Regions from separate parts of the Sus scrofa genome. Here region 1 is linked to region 2. The links are chromatin contacts, called in public promoter capture Hi-C maps. All regions are on one chromosome and are shown on one strand. Each heading gives the region's core, a stretch centred on a gene start, on an enhancer-like site or on the middle of the called end of the contact. The rest is flanking DNA. Distances are from core to core; before and after follow the strand shown.

The links. Promoter capture Hi-C pulls out the DNA fragments that hold promoters and counts their contacts.
Region 1: a promoter capture Hi-C map of fetal liver shows a contact between it and region 2, with 2.1 times the contacts expected there. The contact joins the enhancer-like site here to the promoter of TCFL5 in region 2. A contact is called at or near these places in 1 of 5 promoter capture datasets (fetal liver), 12 of 47 Hi-C or Micro-C datasets (embryonic fibroblasts, epiblast stem cells, fetal heart ventricle and 6 more) and 2 of 2 datasets of contacts at active chromatin or transcription factors (alveolar macrophages and skeletal muscle).

Annotation. Positions count from the first base shown.
Region 1 is chr17:62,246,308-62,250,134 of Sscrofa11.1, forward strand. No RefSeq gene overlaps it. Among named protein-coding and RNA genes, the nearest start is that of BHLHE23, 20 kb to the left of the region's middle. Within about 2 kb of position 1,489, at least 44 of the 83 cell types and tissues checked have an H3K27ac peak or open chromatin away from gene starts, as enhancers often do. A contact at or near this core is called in alveolar macrophages, embryonic fibroblasts, fetal liver and 3 more, where this site is marked.
Region 2 is chr17:62,113,291-62,116,980 of Sscrofa11.1, forward strand. TCFL5 (transcription factor-like 5 protein) reads right to left here and starts at 2,379. Exons shown (of 7, transcript XR_002340122.1): 1 at 1,657-2,379; 2 at 613-799; 3 at 161-323.

The DNA.
Region 1 (3,827 bases), core at 239-2,738, 130 kb after region 2:
GGGCTGGTGGCTTCAGCAGCTGTGAGCCACAGTCACTCTCACGCCTGACGCTCACACTGCTGAGAGACACTGTGCCCAGCGTCCCTGCGGGGCCCTCCCCCTGCCCAGGGAGGCACCTGCCTTTCCTTCCGGGACAGAGCATGTGCCGTGCTGGCTGTGCTTCTCCTGGACCCTCCATGGCCCAGAGGCCTGTCCTCAGACCCCATGGTTTTGCAGGATCTGGAAGACCCACTTTCCGGGCCGACTGCACCTCCCCCCCTGCGGGTGGGAACAAGGATGCCCCCCCCCCAGTGGCCTGAGCACAGCTGGTCCGGTCCGAGGCCCAGGGCCCTACGGGTGCCATGCCAAGCCAGTCAGCCCTGGGTCCAGCGGCCGCACTCCTGTGCCACCTCCCGGCAAAAGGAAGGGGCTCTATTTTGTTTGGAAAAAGCTGATTATCATAGATAAATGTAGCTAATTAGTCTCATTTGCTGACACAAGCCTTTAATTGTGAGTTGAATAATTAGACATATCTGCATATGCAAATGAACACAGTGACCGTCTGTCAGTCTTCAGCGTGATTCCTCCAGAGACAAGTGATTCTATTCAGGGAGACGATGATATATTAATTTACACTGGCACACAGCTTCATTGAGAGCCAGCGACTCCCCTGTTTGTTTACATAAATCCACCTCGTGGGAGGAACCGCCTAGGGGCGCTGGCGCCTGGGGTCCCCGTGAGCCTCCCACCGGGCAGCACCCCCCATCCCTGATCGGGGGCTTCCTGGGCCCTCCTGGCTCCCAGCCCCGCTGCCCACCCCCTGCTATAGGTGACAGGGGTGCCCAAGGCCTGCCCCCTGGCCCAGGGTGTGCGGTGTGGCTCCCGGGGCTGTGAGCTGCATGCATGCTAATGGGGCTGCCTGCTCTGCGCCTAGGGTCCTGGCTCCAAACAGCCCTGCCGCCCACGGTCCCCGCCCCCACCCCGTCCAGCCTGGGCGGCTGCCTACCCCCTCCCCAGGGGTGCATGCCCAGCGGCCTCAGGAAGCTCTCGGCCCCGCCTCCGTGCCAGGCCTGCCCCCGCTCTGCTTTCGGCTGAGTCCACAGACTCTTCCGTGACCGGGCAGGGGAGCCCCGGTGACCGCCCCCAGGCGCCCTCCAACCCTCAGGAGGAGACGTGGCCTGCAGGCGTTGAGGGCCCTGGAGGAAGGAGCGGTCCCGCGGACGGAGCGCATCCCAAGAGAGCGAGATCCCGCCCTGGGCCCTGTCCGCTGCCCCCCTCCCGGGGCCTGGCCGGTCATGCAGGCTTCGCGGGAGAGGCAGAGCGTGAGGAATTTGGCTCCCGCGGAAGGAGGCCAGCGCATTCCTGGCTTTCCAGAAGGCCTCCGCCGCAGCCCCTCCACCCCCACCCTGCTGTTGCCATGGCAACCGGCTCGTGGCGCTGACTGGAGCCGACACGGTCCCAATTCGCCTGGGGTCCCCTCCCTCTCCCGCCCCCCGCCGGGAGCGTAGTGGGCCTGCGTGGCCAGCAGAGGGCAGCAGCGGGCCGGCCAGTCCGTAGGGCGGGGCGGGGCCGGGGGGCGGGGCGAGGGCGGGGCCGGGCCGGGGTGGGTTTCCGGCTGGAAGCTGTCCCTGCATTTCAGTGTCCCGAATCTTCTCCAAAGTCTAGAGGCCGGCGCCTGCGGGGAGCAGCAGGGGTGACCATCCGTCTCTACAGCCCGCGGCCCTCGGCGGACTGGGGGTTGGTCTTGGGGAAGCTGATGGGACGGGCCGCTCCCAGCCCAGCGCCTGGGGTGCTGCTTCGCCCAGAGCGCGGAGGGGACCCTCGCTGTCCCCCCACCCCCATCACGCCCGGGTTCCCTCACTCATTCAGTGAGGGGCAGGAACAAGGCGTCTTCTCTCCGTCTCGACGGGCAGCGGCGTCGGGCCCACCCGTCTGAGCTCGGGCCGGGGCCCTGCTGGCGGGTCAAGGGTCTCACGTTCTCCAGGTGGGGGCGCTTGGCCGAACTTCCTGCCTTTTCATTTTCCAAGTTTCCCTCCTCCCTTGCAGTTAGTCTGACATCTTCACCCCAGCGAGACAGAATATTCCTGTGAGCTTTCTAATGCAAGGAATTTATCTGGAGGAGAACGAAAGATGCCCGCAGGCGGGAAGGCGCCTCTCTCACAGGGAGCTGCTCTGGAGGCCCCCCGCCGCTCGCCCTGGGGAGGGAGGTTGAGCAAAATTTGCTAAGCTCTGTGAGCCCACAAGGCCCTGGGCTGGGGGACAATGGGTTAACTGCTTTCCCTGGGGGCCGTGGCTCGGAGGCCCCAGCCCGGCTGTGGGACCTGGGGGCCAGAGGATACAGTTTTGGAAAGAGGGGTCTCTGCCAGAGGGGAAAAGGGTCTGCGCCCCAAAGGGGGGCTGCCGGCCAGCCGCCACCTGCCCGAGGGCTGTGTATTCAAAAGCCACGCGTGCGCGTGTGTGGGAGGCTGTGTGCACATGCTCGCATGTACGGATGCACATGTGCACGTTAGTGTTTTGTGCTGTGTGTTTGTGGTCTCTCCGTGTGCACATGTCGGTGAGTGTACTCGTGTGTGCGTGTGTGCACATCGCCATGTGTGTGCACACGTGGGATGAGTGTATAGGAGTGTGGTGCTCGTGTGTGAGGGTGGCCCGGGCCTGGCACCACCTCCCTCGGAGCCCACAGCCACGTCCTCAGCGTGGGCCCAGCCCGGCTGGCCAACGGCGCCTCTGGGTTGTTTGATGGCAGATGGTGCCGGGACCCGGCTCCCTCTGCGTCAGAGCAGCAAGCGTGGTTTGGTCCCGGGCAGCGCTGGGCACCCACACGGGGGTCCGGTGTGCCGCGGGGGCTTCCGATCTTGAGAAGATTCTGCTTTGCGGTTGGGGGCTTCGGCTTCACGGCTTACACGCCAGGCGACTCTGCTTCTGAGACGGGAACATGCTGGCCAGCCCTGCAGAGTGGAGGGGACAGCGGGTGAGGGCAGGGCTGGAGGTCACTGTGGCCCCACTCTGGACAGGAAGCTTCTGGAAGCTGCTTTCAGGGGCGATGCCAGCCCAGCCCCAGCGCAGACCGCTCCCTTTGGGGACTGTTTACTTTCAGCTGCTGTGTTGGCTTAAATTCACAGCAGCTTCCTGCAGAAACGGACAGAAATCCTGGGCAGGCCCCCACTTTCCTGGTACAGAAACGTTCCTGCTGCATTTTCCGTGTGGATTTCCTGCTGCGGGGGGCGGGGGGAGGGAGGTCACACCACCCACAGGCTGTGTGTCTTGTCAGAACTGGCTCACGTATGCCCTCAGCTCCCATTTTGGTTTTGCTAACAGTGATTATGAGAAACTTTTTTTTGGGCCATGCCCACAGCATGCCAAAGTTCCCAAGTTAGGGATCAAAGCCGCGCCACAGCTGTAACCAGGGCCATGGCGGTGACAATGTCAGGTCCTTAACCCACTGCGCCACCAGGGAGCTCAGAGAAAAGATTTTTGAATACTTACTTTCGTGCTGTTTCCCCAAACATGGGGCGGCCTCACTGTGGAGCCTGAAGCATCTCCCCATCAGGGGCTGAACAGAACGCTTCTGGGTTTTGACAGACTTGTTTTTTAAAAACGGCCCCCAGAGCCTGTTCTCTGTGTCAGGTGTTTGTGGTGACTCCTCGGTGAAACTGGACCACATATCTGATGGACGGTCGCAAGGAGAGGCACCAGCCACTGAGGAGAATCACAACAGTTCTTTCGCAAGAATGTTTCAGGGGCATGCGGTGTGGCCAGTTCAGTGGAAAATCAACCGTGAGCCAGACCTCGTGCCCGAATCAGCCCGCACACATCAGGGAGCTGCAGCAGGAGGAGCAGCGGGTCCT
Region 2 (3,690 bases), core at 1,129-3,628:
GGCTGCGGAGATATGAACAGACCCCCAAGATCACGTCCTCTGTTTAGAAAGCACCGGTTCTCCGACACCCCCCCCCGCCCCGCCCCACGGCCAAAAGGACATGGAGGGCAAAGGTCAGGCAGGAGCAGAAAGCACCTGCTACTTCCGTTCTGCCACTTACCTCCTACTTTAATCCAAACCTGCTCAGGCAAAGCTTTGTTTCTACTCCCCAGAGTCTGTTTAGTGGATTCAATTTCTTGCTGATAGCAGAAGGAAAACGCTCGAGGCAATCCAATATCCTGATGCTTGGCAGCTTCAAGTACAGAACATGAGTTACTAGAGCTCTGAAAAAACATGAAGCAACAGGAGCGCTATCGACATGCGACAACACAATCTCCTGACTGAACAAAGAAAACCCACTTTAATAGAAGAAACAGCCAAGCGATCGCCGTAACTTTGAAGAACTTTTGGGACGCTGAGGAGTTTTAAACATCCCCAAACCACATACATCCTCTCAATTTTAAAAAGTTATTAAGCTCAATGAGAAAAAAAAAAAAAGCCTCGAGACCTAACGAAAACCAAATTTATCCATTTACCGCAAAAGAGCAAAGCCTTGAAAGTCATTTTCCCTACCTGTGTTTGTGAGAGACTCGAAGTCCCAGCAGCAGAGCACGCATTTGCAGTGAACAGAGGGCATGTAAACTGCAAAGCAGTAGCGGCCGCAGCGGTCTTGTTTTTCACCAGTGTTGTGCATTTGTTTTGTTGCTGATGAAGAGGAACGTTCATTAATTCGGACGGATGTCGAATAAGAGTCACCAAACTGCCAAAAGACACAAAAGCCCCAGAAGTAGGCTAAGTTCCCTGAAACACTGCCATCCCCACCACGCTCTAACGGCTAACAGTCCAGGTTCCAGGCAGGAAATCTGTGACAGTGCACGCCCCGGCGTCATCGTGGAAGTCGCTAGACACCTATCAACGGCGGTGCAGGGGACAAGTTCCAACTTCCTTCTCGCTCACACCGGAGGGCGGGGCTGTGTGTCATCTTTTAGTTACACCTCCCCTCCCATCACGCCTCTGACACCCATCTCTGGCTTTCTGGCCCTCCTCCAAAATCTGATGACGGCGGGCAAAATGGGAAAAAGCCGGGGTGTGGGCCAGAGGGAAAGCTGGGGAGACACCCCAGCGGGTGTCTGCGAGGAAGGAGGGCTGCCTGCTGGAGATCTGTCCTTCCGTCAGGCTGCATGTGTGTGCACAAGACAAGGTCAGCACAACCTGAGCCCCCGGAGCGGGAAGCAAGGGCCTCTCCGGACATCTAGGTGGGTGGTCCGGGGCAAAACCTTTGGCGCTCGGAGCATCGCTACACTTGTCTCAACTCATCTCCCTTCCAGACGCAGCGTGCACCCGAGGCCAAGGCTTTGGGGGCTGTGTGCAGGCGCTGCGAGCTTAGTATGGGCTCGCAGCGCCTGCGAACAGCACACGACCTCGGACCCGCCGAGGTCGGCTCCCTGTTAAGATGCAAGCCAGGAGACTGGCGGTCTCCGCATGGGACCCGGGGGTCGACACCCGCACCGAAGCCGGTGCTTCTCTGCACGGGACCCTGGTCCACACCCTGACCGAGGCGGCCGCTTCTCCGCACAGGACCCTGGTCTACACCCAGACCCGGCGGGATGCACCCACTTGTTGAGCGCCACGCCGGGCTCGGGGGGCTCGGCGCCGCGCGGGGCGGGCGGGGGCTCGGCGGGGATGCTGTTGAAGCGGTCCTCCAGGCGGACGCGCACTGCCGACTTGGCCCGCGCCTCGGGCGCGCCCTCCGCGTTCTCCTTGCCGGCGCCGTCGGGCGCCTTGGGCCGGGGTGCGCCCGGGCCCGGGCCGTCGGCGCCCGGCGTCTTCTCGGCGGCGGGGGGCGCGCCCGCCTCGCTCAGCAGCATCATGCGCAGCTCCTGGAAGTCGATGTGGCCCAGGCACGGGTTGGCGCCCGCGAAGCCGCCGTCGGCCAGCGCGGGCGGGCACAGCACGGGGTACACGGGCGCCGCGCCCCCCGTCGCCGCCGCCGCCGCCGCCGCGCCCCCCGCCGCCGCGAAGCCCCCGGCCGCCGCGCCCGGCGCCGCCGCCGCCAGGAAGGCCGAGTTGAGGCGCGTCTCGAGCTCGCCGTCGGCCGCCGCCGCCTCCATGTGCGAGTAGAGGATGTGCTGCAGCTGCGTGTACTCGATCTCCGTCATCTCCACCAGGCTCAGGTCGGTGGTCGTGAAGCTCAGCCCCGCCTCGCCCAGCGCCGCGTCCGCGCCCTCGGGGCCCGCCGGCCCGCCCGCCTGCGGCGGCTCCCGCGGCCCGGGGCCCGACATGCCGGCGCCAACGGCGGGGGGGCGCGCGGGCGGGCCGGCGGGGCCAGGCCGGGCGGGGCGGGGCGGGGGCGCGGAAACCGCCGGCCGCAGCGCGCCTGCGCCGCCCGCCCGCAACGGCAGCCCCTCCCCGGCGCGGCCCCGCCCCGCGGCCCGGCCGCGCCAACCGCCCGCCCCGCCCCCGCCGCGCCGGCCCCACCCCGGCTGCGCGCGCAGGTCGGGGGCGGGCGGGCGGCCCGAGTGGCCGCGCGAGGGCGCCCAGACCCGAGCGCCGCGGCCTCAAGCCGTGCCCCGCACCGCCCGGTCGGGTATCCGCGGGTCCAGGGTGGCGGGGCCGGCCTTCCGGGGCCCGGCCGGGGAGCAGGGCCCAGGCAGCAGGTGCATCTCTGCGTTCACGGAGCCACGGGGTGCTGTGCAGCGCCCCCTTCTCAGAGTGGCGGGAGCAGTAGGTGAGACAGCTGCCCCGCTCCAGGTGTGACAGGGCGCTCTGTACCTGGTGCAGAGGCAATCAAGGGAATGCACGTGTCGCACGGGCTCATCCCCGCGCAGGGCAAGCCACGCGGGATCAATGCACTCCTCAAACTCTGGCCGGCGAATTGAGTTGGAAAGCACATGCCACGTGGGTCCATCCATTGCAAGTGCGCCATTCAGTGGTCGTGTATCACAGCGCATCACATCCCACCAAAAGTGAAGTCACAGTGTCTCAGAACACTTCACCCAAAGAAATCTCACGCCCATTCAAGCTCTCCCTATGAATGGCATCATACAATAGGTGGGTCTTTAAAAGAGTCACTCCTGCAGGCTCAGAATAATTACTGCACCCACCTCTCACCCACACCCACATCTCAACCAGAAGGGAATGATGGCTTACAGGACAGCTGATTAATCATTTAGAAAAGAGTTAGCACTTTTCCCACCCCTAAGATAAAAATTAGTTTCAGGTAATTGCAATACCTAAATTTGAAAAGCAAAATTGGAGTTCCATTGTGGCTCAGCGGTAACGAAGCAATTAGTATCCATGAGGAAGCAGGTTGGATCCCTGGCCCCACTCAGTGGGTTAAGGATCTGGCGTGGCTGTGTCTGTGGTGCAGGCCAGCAGCTGCAGCTCCCGTTCAACCCCTAGCCTGGGAACCTCCATGTGCTGCACCTGCAGCCCTAAAAAGACAAAAAAAAAAAAAAAAAACCCAAAAAAACCTATAAGGGAAAAGAACATAAATACACACGGCACTGAATCACTGTTCTAAACACCTGAGGCTGACACCTGTAAATCAACTATACTTCAAGTTAAAAAAATAAATAAAAAGCAAGTTAAACAACTGCTAAATATACAGAACGATATTGATAAACTCTTTGAGAAAATTCTAAGCACGAC